2 separate regions of the Zea mays genome follow, and region 1 is linked to region 2. Evidence: chromatin contacts called from public Hi-C data. All regions are on one chromosome and are shown on one strand. Each heading gives the region's core, a stretch centred on a gene start, on an enhancer-like site or on the middle of the called end of the contact. The rest is flanking DNA. Distances are from core to core; before and after follow the strand shown.

Region 1 (5,783 bases), core at 446-2,945, 45 kb before region 2:
TAGGAAAGCGTCATCTATTTTAGCATAGTAGAGAACAAACAGTAGCTTCAGGACAGGTTAATTATTATGAGACAAAGGAGCTAATTATTTTAGAAAAGAGAGTGACAGGCTATTTTAGGACATAGGTTAATTATTTTGAGAGGAAGGCGTCAAGGATAGAGAATAAGCAGTTATTTTAGGAGAGAGAGAGAGAGTAAACAGTTTCCTGTTCCTGGTCAACCGTACTTGCGTGCTATCGACCGTCGGATTCTTCCAACTTTGGAGTGGTGGAACCGTCCAAGCATTTCCATCCTTTTTTCACGGTCCATAATTCATCAAGATATTCTTTTTTTGAGCAGTCACAGTCACGTCACTGGGTCAGCGTCCTTCCGTCGGCCACATGTGTCACTGTCATCGCCCATCTCCATCCACGCAACCATCGTTGCATTATTATCTGTCTTTCTGGCTTTACTGTTTATCATTTTATTAATATAATTAATAATTAATATAATAACGTTATATACTTGCTTGCTTATTTGCTTTTTCTACCGAAGCGAGAAATAAATTCCAGGGACAAAAAAAGAAGGAAGAATCCATCTCCAGATTTTTTTTTTGATCTTCTTCTCCCCTTGCTCTGAACCTTCCTCCCAAGTTTTTTCCACGCCCCCTGTTTTTTCACCCTTCTAAAAACTTTACATCCAGGTCAAAAAAATGGGTGCCCGCTCGCTAAGGTTAGCCAACAAAGGTAAAAATAAAAAAAAGGAAGGCTAATCGACTGGCTGCGGCTGCCTGGGCCCTGGGGATGGCCATCAGACGGCGGGCATGGTCTCGTGGCGCAGGGCCGCGAGATCCGACGGGCCACACGCGTCGTCGCCGCCGAACGCGAAGAGGCCGGCGCCGAAGCCGTCGTCGTCCCACGCGGCGGCGGCGGCGGAGGCAGCGGCCGCGGCCGCGGCCTCCGGCGAGTAGCCGCCGAAGCCGCCTCCGTCCACGATCTCGTCCTCGAAGCCCCAGATCTGGCCGTCGAGCGCGGGCGGGAACGGCGCCCCCGCGCGCCCGGCCTCCTCCTCCTCCGAAGAGGAGGCGGGCGGCAGCCCCAGCTCGTCGTCCGAGGCCTCGAGCAGGAAGCCCAGCTCCGGCGCCGGCGCCGGCGCCTCCGCGGCCTCGTCGAAGCTGGCTATCTCCTCCTCCAGGCTCCGCATGACCGACGCTAGGTCGCCGGCCGCGGCCGCGTCGGTGTCGTCCTCCAGCATGTCGAGCAGGTCCTGCGGCCGCAGCCTCTTGGCGTCGGCCTGCGGCGAGCCCTCCTCTCCGCAGCCGCCGGCGACGAGGTCGCCCGCCTCCCGCGCCCGCTTGTGAGAAGAGTTCTCCATGGAACGAGCTCAGAGGAAAGGGGGATGACTTGATTTTTTCTCTCTCTCTCTCTGTCTCTCTCTATTTCCTTGCTCCTCCCTCTCGCTGCGTTCGCGTACGCCGAGCAAGGCAAGGCACAAGCCAGCCAGGCGAGCGAGCGTGACGAAGGCGATAACGCGAGGGCAGAGACGCAAGAGTACAAAAGGCGAGGTGTTTTGCGCAGCGACGCCGAGTTGGGGGGGCCGGCTTATATAGCCCTGCCCGTGGTGGGTGGCTCTGCGGACGACGTTTCTCGCAGGGGGTTTGCCGCAAAAATCGCTCGCGCGGTTTGGTTTGGTCTGGTCTGGTGCGGTGGTGGCGGTGCAGCCAGGGAGTAGTACTACTGCTTGTTAGCTTATCTTTTGCTAGCTTTTTCTTTATTTGGTTGCCGGTTGGGGGCTGCGCGCGCCGCGACGAACGGACACGGACACGGACACGGACGGACGGGGACTGTGATGGGTGCGCGCGCGCCTGGCTGAGGCACCGCACGCCATCTGGAAGGCGGAAGGCCCGGCCGGGTCGCGTGGCCGTGGCCGTGGCCGCCCGCGCCTGCCTATTTTGTTTTGTCCACGCCCTCCCTAGACTGGAATACTGGATGGGTGGTGGATTGGGGCGTTTGAACGGCGACGGCCACCTCCGATATTTCTGTCACGGTTTTTCTTTTCTGACCTTTGAAAAGCCATCCATCCGTCTGTCTGGCTGACTGGCTGGCTGTATTGGTTAGCGGTGGGGGGGGGGGGGGGGGGGGGGGGGGTCTTTAGCTCGGGCGGGTCTCTTTTTAGCTTGGAAGATGAGGTGGAGCCAGCTATATTTTTAAAGGCGTATTATTCCCGTCTGAAAAAGATTTCGAGGACGTGCTTGCATGGTGCGGTCAGCAATAACCCGGTCAAAAATCCGTTCAGAGACAGGTAGGTTCTGAACCTCACAGATTTTCTGCTGTTGTGTGTTTTATGAACTTCACACACTGTATAATATATATGGTCGGTAATAAAATTTATAAACTGAGAAACTATATACTCCCTCTGTATTTATATAAGGTGTAATCATAAGCACCTCTAATTTAAAGGCCAAGAGATATATTTAATTCTCTCTCTAGTGCTATTGTTACATGCATGTTAAAAGGGAGCACGTCTTTTATAATACGACTAAAATAAAAAGTAGTTACAATTCATATACCGGAAATAGAGGGACTAGATAAGAGGAAAAGTATTATCAGTTCTTCTTCTGTAAATCCTGCATTTCGAAGGGTTGTGTCCATCCGTGTGTCTTAAGATTCGACGCGCCGTACGCATATGACCGCAGGACCACCGGGAGCCAAAAGCCAACCCAACCCGATCCAAATGTACGGTGCACCCAACCACCTAGGCTAGGCTAGGCCACGCTCCGAAGCCAGGCAGCACCAAGCATGTGACCCACCCACCCACCCTTCCCCCTGCGAAACCCAGCTCTCCCAGGGTCCGCGGCGCAAAACGGTGGGTGGACTAAAAACCGACCCGCCCAGGGGCACTTTTCCGAATACAATTAACCGCGAGAGGCAGCGCGGGATAACGAATCGTGGCGGGGGTCTATGCGCAAAAGGCGTGGGGGGCGTCGAGATCGGGACTCTGGGGCCATCCGGCACGAGCGTGTCGCTTTTTTTTTCCCGTCCCCCGGTTTTTCTGGTTTGAATTCGATTCTCGGGTCCGCTATCTGCTGCGGTTCAAGTCCGGCGCCCTGCACGACTCGCGTCCGCGAGCGGAGCCCAGAGCCGACAGCGATTCTGCTTTGCTCGGCTTGAGCCTTGAGGTGCCCAACGGTCAGCACAGCAGCTAGCCTTCGCGTCTGGTCTGGGTGGGTTAGCCGTAGCCCGTAGCCCCGCTCTCGTTGTACTATAGCTTTTGTTTGGCCCTGGTCCACGTTTAGCTAGCGGTAGGCCGACGTGCGGTTAGGTTCCCATACATATACCGCCATCAACCACGTGACCCCCGGCCTACCACACCACCAACCGCGGCTCGTCAGCCGTCGCCACCCTGCCCCAGCTAGCTCATTGAGCCGCTTCGGGGGGCTGCCTCCTCGGGTTGCGCGCGAGCGCCAGCCGCGAGCCAGACGTGCCTGCCAGCCGGCGAGTGCAGCGGGCACCAGGGCTCCGGGCAGAACACAACACAACACGTCGGCGCGTGCCCCCCCCCCCCCCCCCCCCCCCCCCCCCCGTGCGGCTGCTGGCTTGTGGCCCCACGTCCGTTTCATCCTCGCGTCGCGTACCAGTCCGGCCCCGCACCGCCCCAGGCTGACGATGTTGTGGAGCCCACCAACGGGCTAGGCGAGAGCGGTGGGCTTACCCGCTGTACGTGTACTCACTGAGACTGGACCCGGTTTTTGCAGGAGATGTTTCCGTTCTACCCCCGCCAGATCCGCCGCCGCGAGACGACGAGCCCGGGTTTGCCGCGCTTCGTCGGCATCGCTTCATCCGAAATCCGCTGTTGCTCGTACGTGTCACCTAATGTCTATACGTCCATAAGACGACGACAGCACTCTGCGCTCTCTTCAAGCTCGCTCTAACTTGACCACCGTAGTTCGATCGCACGCACTAAAGAGGAACTATAACTTGACCACTCGTCCATTTTATGAATTTAAACCAGAAAGGTTGTAATTATGAAATCTTTCGAAAAAAAAGTCAAAAAGAAGGGGAAAAAAGACGGTTTATTGCGCGGCTGCTCGTGTCTGGTGGTGCTCAAGTGCTGTTTCACTCAGGTCGTGGCCGTGGAGGAGTGCAGTTGCAGAGACCGGGCGAGGTCCACGTGAACCGGGCGCAGGGACCGGACGGTGTCGCCGAGTGCCCGAGTCGCACTTATCATGGGCGCCGGACGATTCGTAGTTTCGTACTACGCGCCAGGGAAACGGCTGTAGTAAGTAGATGGGAGGAGGGGCAGTACTGGCATTTCAGTATCGCTGCCGTAGTGGCCTGTGGCCCCGGCCCCGCATGGAATCGCGTGACAGCATCGGCTTCTGTCCATACTAGAGTACTCCTGCGTAGGAAACAAGGACAGGAGGGTATTTCTCCTGGGCCGTGGCCCGGATCTGTCACGTGGGTCTGCTGGACGCGGGCTCCACGTACCAGCGAGTGGAGCAGGGTGTTTCTTTGGTGAATGACGTTCGAGCTGTGGCTGGGTACCGACGAATGAATGGAGTCGCAGGCGGCAAGGACGTCGTGCACGTCCACGTCACCCCAGGGTGGACGCCGATCGAGGCGAGACGGGTGTTACAAAATATTTGTACATGTGATCTAATCCATCCATGGACAATTATTCCCAAGGGACACACCCCTTGGGAACACTTGTATATATACTACCCTGCATGCAATAAAGAATCTATCCCTGTCATTTGTCTCATTCCCTCTTGTCTCTCCACTGATTTACCACTGAGCACTGCAAGAGATTGCAACACGTTATCAGCACTGTCTCAAGGAGAAATCAGAGAAGGGGGAAGTGGAAGAACACGCTGTTCTTGACAAGAACAGCAAAATCGATCTGCACATCAACAGCAAGGTATGGAGCATACCGTTTCCATGCGCATACGCCGTGTGCGCGAAGTTCTTCATATTGTTGATGATGCGATGTTGGAAGCATTCACCGTTGGGCAAGCCGCAGCGCCTTCACCGGTGCACGTGATCCCTGAACGTCGTGTGCAAGTGCAAAATGTGCACTACTGCGTTCTCCATGGATGGACAGCGGTGGTTCCGCTGCCAGTGGTGGAGTGTGGACTCCCCACTGCATCCCCGTCGCCACCGGCGCCGGTGTTTGACGCGGGATCGTCCGCATCGGCCCCCATGGATGTCGATTTGGTGGCACCACCACCGCCTCCGCCCACTGCAGAGGCAGTTACTCGCCGTTCTTCATCTCCACCGGCGCCCGTGGTTGTCGGGACCATCGCTGCCCGTCGTGGGCAGCCTGCTCGCGCTGTTGATGCCCCGAGAGGCCGCATCATCTTCACCGGCCATCACCCAAGTGGGGTGGCCTCATCTTCCTCCTCCAATCGGAGGGCCTAATGGCCCTCGATCCGGCCGCCGCGTCGGCCGTTTGGGGGGGATGGGGAGCGGCGCGGCATGCCTCGGTGCGTGCGCCATCTGCGAGGCACGACCGGCGTGGACGCTCGGCGCGGGCCCCACGAGGGCGCTCAGGCGGTCTCCTCGCGAGGCGAGCGCGAGGGAGCACGACCCAGCGAGGGCGCTCAGCGCGGCAACCGAGGGCCGAGCCACCAGCGGCACTCGGCGCGGCCCACCGGCGGCGCTCGACGGGCTCCCGCGGCGCGCTTGGCGAGGGACCAGTGGGCGCGGCGTGGCCCCTCGCGTGGCCGGCGGCTGCGCGCTGGAGGCACAAGCCTCGGCGCGACCGAGCCCCCGTGGTGGCGCTCGGCGCGGCAAGCCCCGGGCACGG
Region 2 (5,554 bases), core at 2,803-5,302:
GGCCTTCTAGGTAGGGCCGGAAAGCTTTCCTGGGCTCTAGACCCCGAATTAATGGGCTGATGCATTGCATAGTGCGATGAAAAGTGTTGCTGGGACGAGTGAGGATTCAGGTAACAATCCTCCTCAAAAAGGTCATGCGCGGACTGTCCGGACATTGGCCCAGACCGTCCGTGATTATATGCGGACCGTCCGTCGTTGTATGCGGACCGTCCGACTAGGTAGTTTAGATTCTGTGTCGTATGTGGTGGCTCGGGCGCATATCTAGGTAACTCATTAAAAATAGGCCCGACTGTTGCTGGCCCGGACGGTCCACGCTCACGTGCGGACGGTCCGGGCATGTGCAGATCGGCTGATTTGCTGCCGATTTGCGGTTGCTCAGGGTACGTGTCCATCGGCATCCCATAAAGGGGTTGTGACTGGTCGTGACAACCTCTAGCCGATGTATTACGCGTGTTATCCCCTAATTCAACCTCGTGTGAAGGAAAATTTGCTTTACTAGATTTATCAAATGCACGTACTAGTCTCCCGTAATCTTTTTGCATATCCCCTATGATATTTTGCATTTGCTCACGCTGTTCATCTACATAATTTCTAAGAGATTGTAGCTCGTTTGTATTACTTACATTGGGGATTTCTGGTGTGGGTCGGAGCAAAGCCGGATCCGTCGCCCGATGTCGGACGACCTTGTTGTTCCTGTCCACTTTGAAGTTGGCCAAGAACTTTGCCTTTGCCTCCTGGATCATCTGCTCCTTGTGCTCCTCGAATTGGAGCTGTTCGTCAACCGGCAAGGTCTCCCAAGTCGGCTCTATGATGTTGCTTGGGGAAATATCAGAGCTATCTCTTGAACCGGCCATTGAGGGCCGATTTGATGCGTCTATATTTGTTGTCCCCAGCGGAGTCGCCAAAAAGTATGTTGACACCTTTTTGGAGGCGCCAATCACTCAAAAGAACCAGCGGCGGTGCTCTCTGGTCAGGCACGGACGGTCCGCGGCACAGAGCCGGACGGTCCACAACCTAGCGCGAGGCGGCGGTGCTCTCTGGTCAGGCGCGGACAGTCCGTGGCCAGGGGCCGGACGGTCCGCGACCTGGAGCTGAGGCTAGGGTTTCCTGCCTGACGGCCGGACGGTCCGCGCGTGCGCAGGGGCAGCGGAAGATCGCCGGCGGCGCCTGGATCTCACTCCCGGGAGGGACCCCATCGGGGAGGAGAGATCCTAGGAGTTGTCTAGGCTCGGGTAGACCGACCTAGACTCCTCTAATCGATGTAGAGTCGAAGAGAAGCGAAGGATTTGGGGATTGGAAGACTAAACCTAAACTAGACTAGAACTACTCCTAAGATAAAATGTAAATTGTATTGGTTGAAGGTTCGATTCATTGTTCAAATCGGTCGTATACCTCACTATTTATAGAGGAGGGGGACTGGACCCTTTACAAACTAATTTCCGAGCGAATCCCGCGAATCTATCTAACAACCGTAGCACAAAACTCGGAACCCTAAACTGCTCTGCGCAGGCGCGGACCATCCGGCCCACAGGCGCGGACCGTCCGGCCCACAGGCGCGGACCGTCCAAACCACGGACCGTCCGGCCTCAGGGCCGGACTGTCCGCACCTCAATTTGGTGCCGAACACAACGAAGTATGTTCCAAGCTCTTGGAGGAAGAAGGTTTCTGGTATAGGCCATATTTGGGAGTGAAGTAGTTTTACGGTTTCTATGCGATACTATGATTTTAGGTAATACCATAGTATTTTATGCTATGAGATGTTTGGTTGCATTCTTGAAAACTATTTTTTTTCAAAACCATGGTATTCTAGATACCATGGTGTTTTTGGAGTATTGCAAACTCCACTCCAACCCAAAGTTTCATGGCATGGCTAACTTTTGCTTAATACCATGGTTTATAATGTTGTATCCGAACAATGTTTCTCAAAACCACTATATTTTTGGAGTTGTCAAAACTACGGTATTGTGCGAGAGGGCGTGCTGGCTGTGCACCGGAACAGGGCCCCTAAATATTTAGGGCCTCCAAACGTGTAAATTTGTAGTACATTTATATAATAGTCTATTTTTGTACTATCTAAAAGCACAAGTTGTTTTGGTTCTACATTGTCTCCACATTTAAATTAAAAAATGTTAACATTATGTCAGATCACTTTGCTAATTAGGGGTGTATATGAATGCACTAGAGCTAATAGTTAGTTGTTTAAATTAGCTAAAAACATCCAAATAGTATAGTTAATAGTTCAGCTGTTAACCTCTTTTAGTAAATTAACTAATAGTTAGCTAGCTAATTTCGCTAGCAATTTTCAGTCAATTAACTATTAGCTTTAATGTATTCAAACATCTCTAATTCTTTATTAATCTGTCTCTACGCATGCTTCTATTCCATGATGTGAGGCATGAGTTTAGCCACAACCCGCATGCGAGCAGTTTTATGATGTTTTGTTCACCGATATCTAACGTCCTCGACTAGTAAAGATGTCTTATTTTAAAATCTGTACAGGGCCTAGGATTTTGTCGGCACGGCCCTGGTCACATGACAATTGTAAATTATAGTATTGTAAAATCATGGTTTTGGCAAACATCATTGCCAAACAGGCCCTTACATGTTTGAACTACCACAAAATTTATGCAAGGTGTTGGCATTTACTACTTGCCCTAGATAGAGATATGACTCGGCGTTCGGTTACCCGAAAATTTCAGGTCGTGTGATCCGAGTAATTAATTTTTTGGGTTCTGATAATTGTTACCCGATATTACATCGAATTTTATACTACCCGAAAAATCGGGTACAAGAAAATTCGGATTTGGCTATCAAGTACTCCCGAAACACCCAAATGAATTTTGCTTATTTTATCCATATTTATTGCCTATTTATAGTGAAAGAATATAGCAAGTATAGCTTCCATCCTCATGACGTCGAGGATATAGCAGCAGAGGTTACACCTATTGCACAGTGTCGAGCATAAGACCCCAGGTCCCTAGGACCCATCGATTAGCCTCTGACAATTGGGATCCGTCGAACAACTGGAGGAGAAAGGAACGTTTACCATGGAAGCACTCGTTCCGTGACGAACGTATACCATTGAACCCGGGGTTAGACATGGCGGAACTAGACAGAGGGCTGGCCGAGCCTGATCATTGCAAGTTGGTATTACTTTTTTTTTTATAGAGACATATATGTAATTTTATAATAGCTTTGGTCGTCCCTCACACATCATAGAAGTGTATTTACTTTTGGAAAGGAGGCAAATACTGTTTCATTACTTTCCAAAGGCTCTACGTCAGCGACCGTATCACGGCGCACAGGAAATGCATATCTCATTCACCAACCACCTGATTGGTATACTGTACACGTCCATCCAGTCTGACCACGTGCGTTGACCAAGCAATATCCCTTGTTTGGTTAACTGTGTAAAGCGATACTGATTCTGCACCTACAGATGCAGCCTAGAACAAAAACATATATCCTAGCCGTATGTGTGGATACGCGAGGAAATACCGTTTCCCACCGTCCAGGCTCGCCCAAGCCAAGCGCCGCTCGCCCAGCTAACCAATCAGCCGGCAAATGAATTGTCGACCGGCCTAAATGGTCCTGATGACTAATGTACTGTGAAGTACATGAGACAGAGCTGCAAATTACCGGTGCTAGCTGCGCTTGAACACGGAACGGAGTGGAGTGGAGCACTAGCGCGCGTGGAACTGTGAAAGTGTGAGACAAACGAGAGCAGAGCAGAGATCACGGGCGACCGCCAACCTACGGCGTTGACCTAAATCCTAGTGAGTAATGACACACAGCATTACCTTACCTGGGCCCTCCTTTCCCTGCCCTAAACCATGAGTTCGTGACAGACAAGGCAAATCATAGCGTCGCTTCCCACTACTTTTACTTTAATCATCGTCCACCCATTGGTCGTCGTCGATCGAAAGCGCTGTTTGTGCTGTCGATGCATTATCCATCCAACCGGGAAAGTTGCCCTAGCGCCTAGCTTGACCTGCCACTTGCACTGTACTGCTGCTGCACCTGCACACCTGTAGAGCGCTTTAAAAATTCCCTTCAGCTTCAGGCTGGCCGCAGCGCGGCACTGGAAACGGCACTCGGAAGGTTTAGCGCATGCATACACGCTGCAGCGGGGCACTGGAAACGGTACTGGGAACGGCATGCTATCCTCTGCTACGCTACTTCCAGCGCTGTACGGAGTGCTACTCTATTTACTGTGCCATGAGGTTGGACACGGGGAGCAGACCGGTGGCACATGGGTGGGAGTAGGGAGGCAGCTGACGTGGACAAGAGAGAGGTAAAATAAATAATAGAATATGTGGTAGTTGGTATAGGGTAGAGATTTAGAGTAAATATGACTGCGGAAGATTGTATGGTAGAGTAGAGAATCTTGCTGATCAGGATAAAATATTCTTTTTAGAGTAGAAATTTAGAGTTGCACGAGTGTGGACAGCATCAGAGATGAGAGCTGAAGCCAGCCGCAGCATTAGAGTCCAATCAGCAAGCCGGCCGTATCTTTTTGGCCATATCTTTACTTGTTTATATACGCCGAGATCTTCCGGAAGCAAATCCATCGATCCAGGTTTTAGTGCGGTTGATGCTGGTAGCGCTGGTGCGCTTCTAATGGCCCCCCAAATAAGAATCTGGACAGGATAGAAAGCTGAATCAACTCTAGTTTCAGAGCCAACGCTTCGAGTCTTCCCCAAACTGACCTCGCTGCAGTGCACTCTGATGCTCCACCAAAAGGTTCCAATGGTTTAGGTAAAAAGTCCGTGTGGAACAACGCTCTGCATGAACTGTGAATCTGTGATGATGATATGATGCTCGCGGAACTGGCCCCGGCGGACCGTTTCTTTTTTTTTTTTCGCCTGACCTTTTCTTTTTTTTTTTCGGCTAGGCGGCTACTAGAGCCGGCGGGAGGCGGGAGCTAGCTGGGTAATGGCGAAAGGCATGTATTTACAGAGGACATATCCTGTGCAATCACTCATTTTGGTGCAAGCGTGCAATCAAACTATCCATAGCATCCAATCTAGATCCAACGGTTTCATATGGAAGGGGTTAAAAGTAAAATAGGTACTATGTTTTAGGTGGAAGGGGTTAAATATAAAATAACAGTTATCATTAGATTTAGATCGAATGCACCAGATCGCTTGATTGCATGCTTGCACCAGGATAAGTGATTGCATAGGATATTTTCCCGTATTTACACGACAGAAAGAAAGAAAAAGTGGGGAACAAATATGCTACTCACCTTTTCCATTTATGTCTGAAAAAAACATAGTATGCGTATTAGAAAGGCCGATATATTGCTCGCAGAGAATTCATCTGTTATGGAAACGGGTACGAGTAAGTTTCTTTTCCCACATGGATATAAAAAGAAAAATTCTTTCTCCGTTCCACGTGGGGACCCGTAAATCTGTACGTGACGATGTTTTCATGTAATAGTTAATAGTAAAAAAAATAAATAATTATCTTGTGAAGAGATCAATTATTGTATAAATTTGTTCATTTTGAAGAACACATAATAATAAATAATGTATGTCTTAATTATAATTTA

The links. Hi-C and Micro-C count contacts between places; a contact is called where the count stands out from the background.
Region 1: a Hi-C map of leaf shows a contact between it and region 2, with 8 times the contacts expected there. The contact joins the promoter of LOC103634790 here to the enhancer-like site in region 2. A contact is called at or near these places in 9 of 25 Hi-C or Micro-C datasets (bundle sheath, ear, endosperm and 3 more).

The regions. Positions count from the first base shown.
Region 1 is chr8:12,352,314-12,358,096 of Zm-B73-REFERENCE-NAM-5.0, reverse strand. It overlaps LOC103634790, which reads right to left and starts at 1,695. Exons shown (of 1, transcript XM_008657382.4): 1 at 501-1,695. The coding sequence starts at 1,352. The coding sequence ends at 789.
Region 2 is chr8:12,310,104-12,315,657 of Zm-B73-REFERENCE-NAM-5.0, reverse strand. No RefSeq gene overlaps it. Among protein-coding and RNA genes, the nearest start is that of LOC103634790, 44 kb to the left of the region's middle. Within about 2 kb of position 4,052, at least 17 of the 20 cell types and tissues checked have an H3K27ac peak or open chromatin away from gene starts, as enhancers often do. A contact at or near this core is called in bundle sheath, ear, endosperm and 3 more, where this site is marked.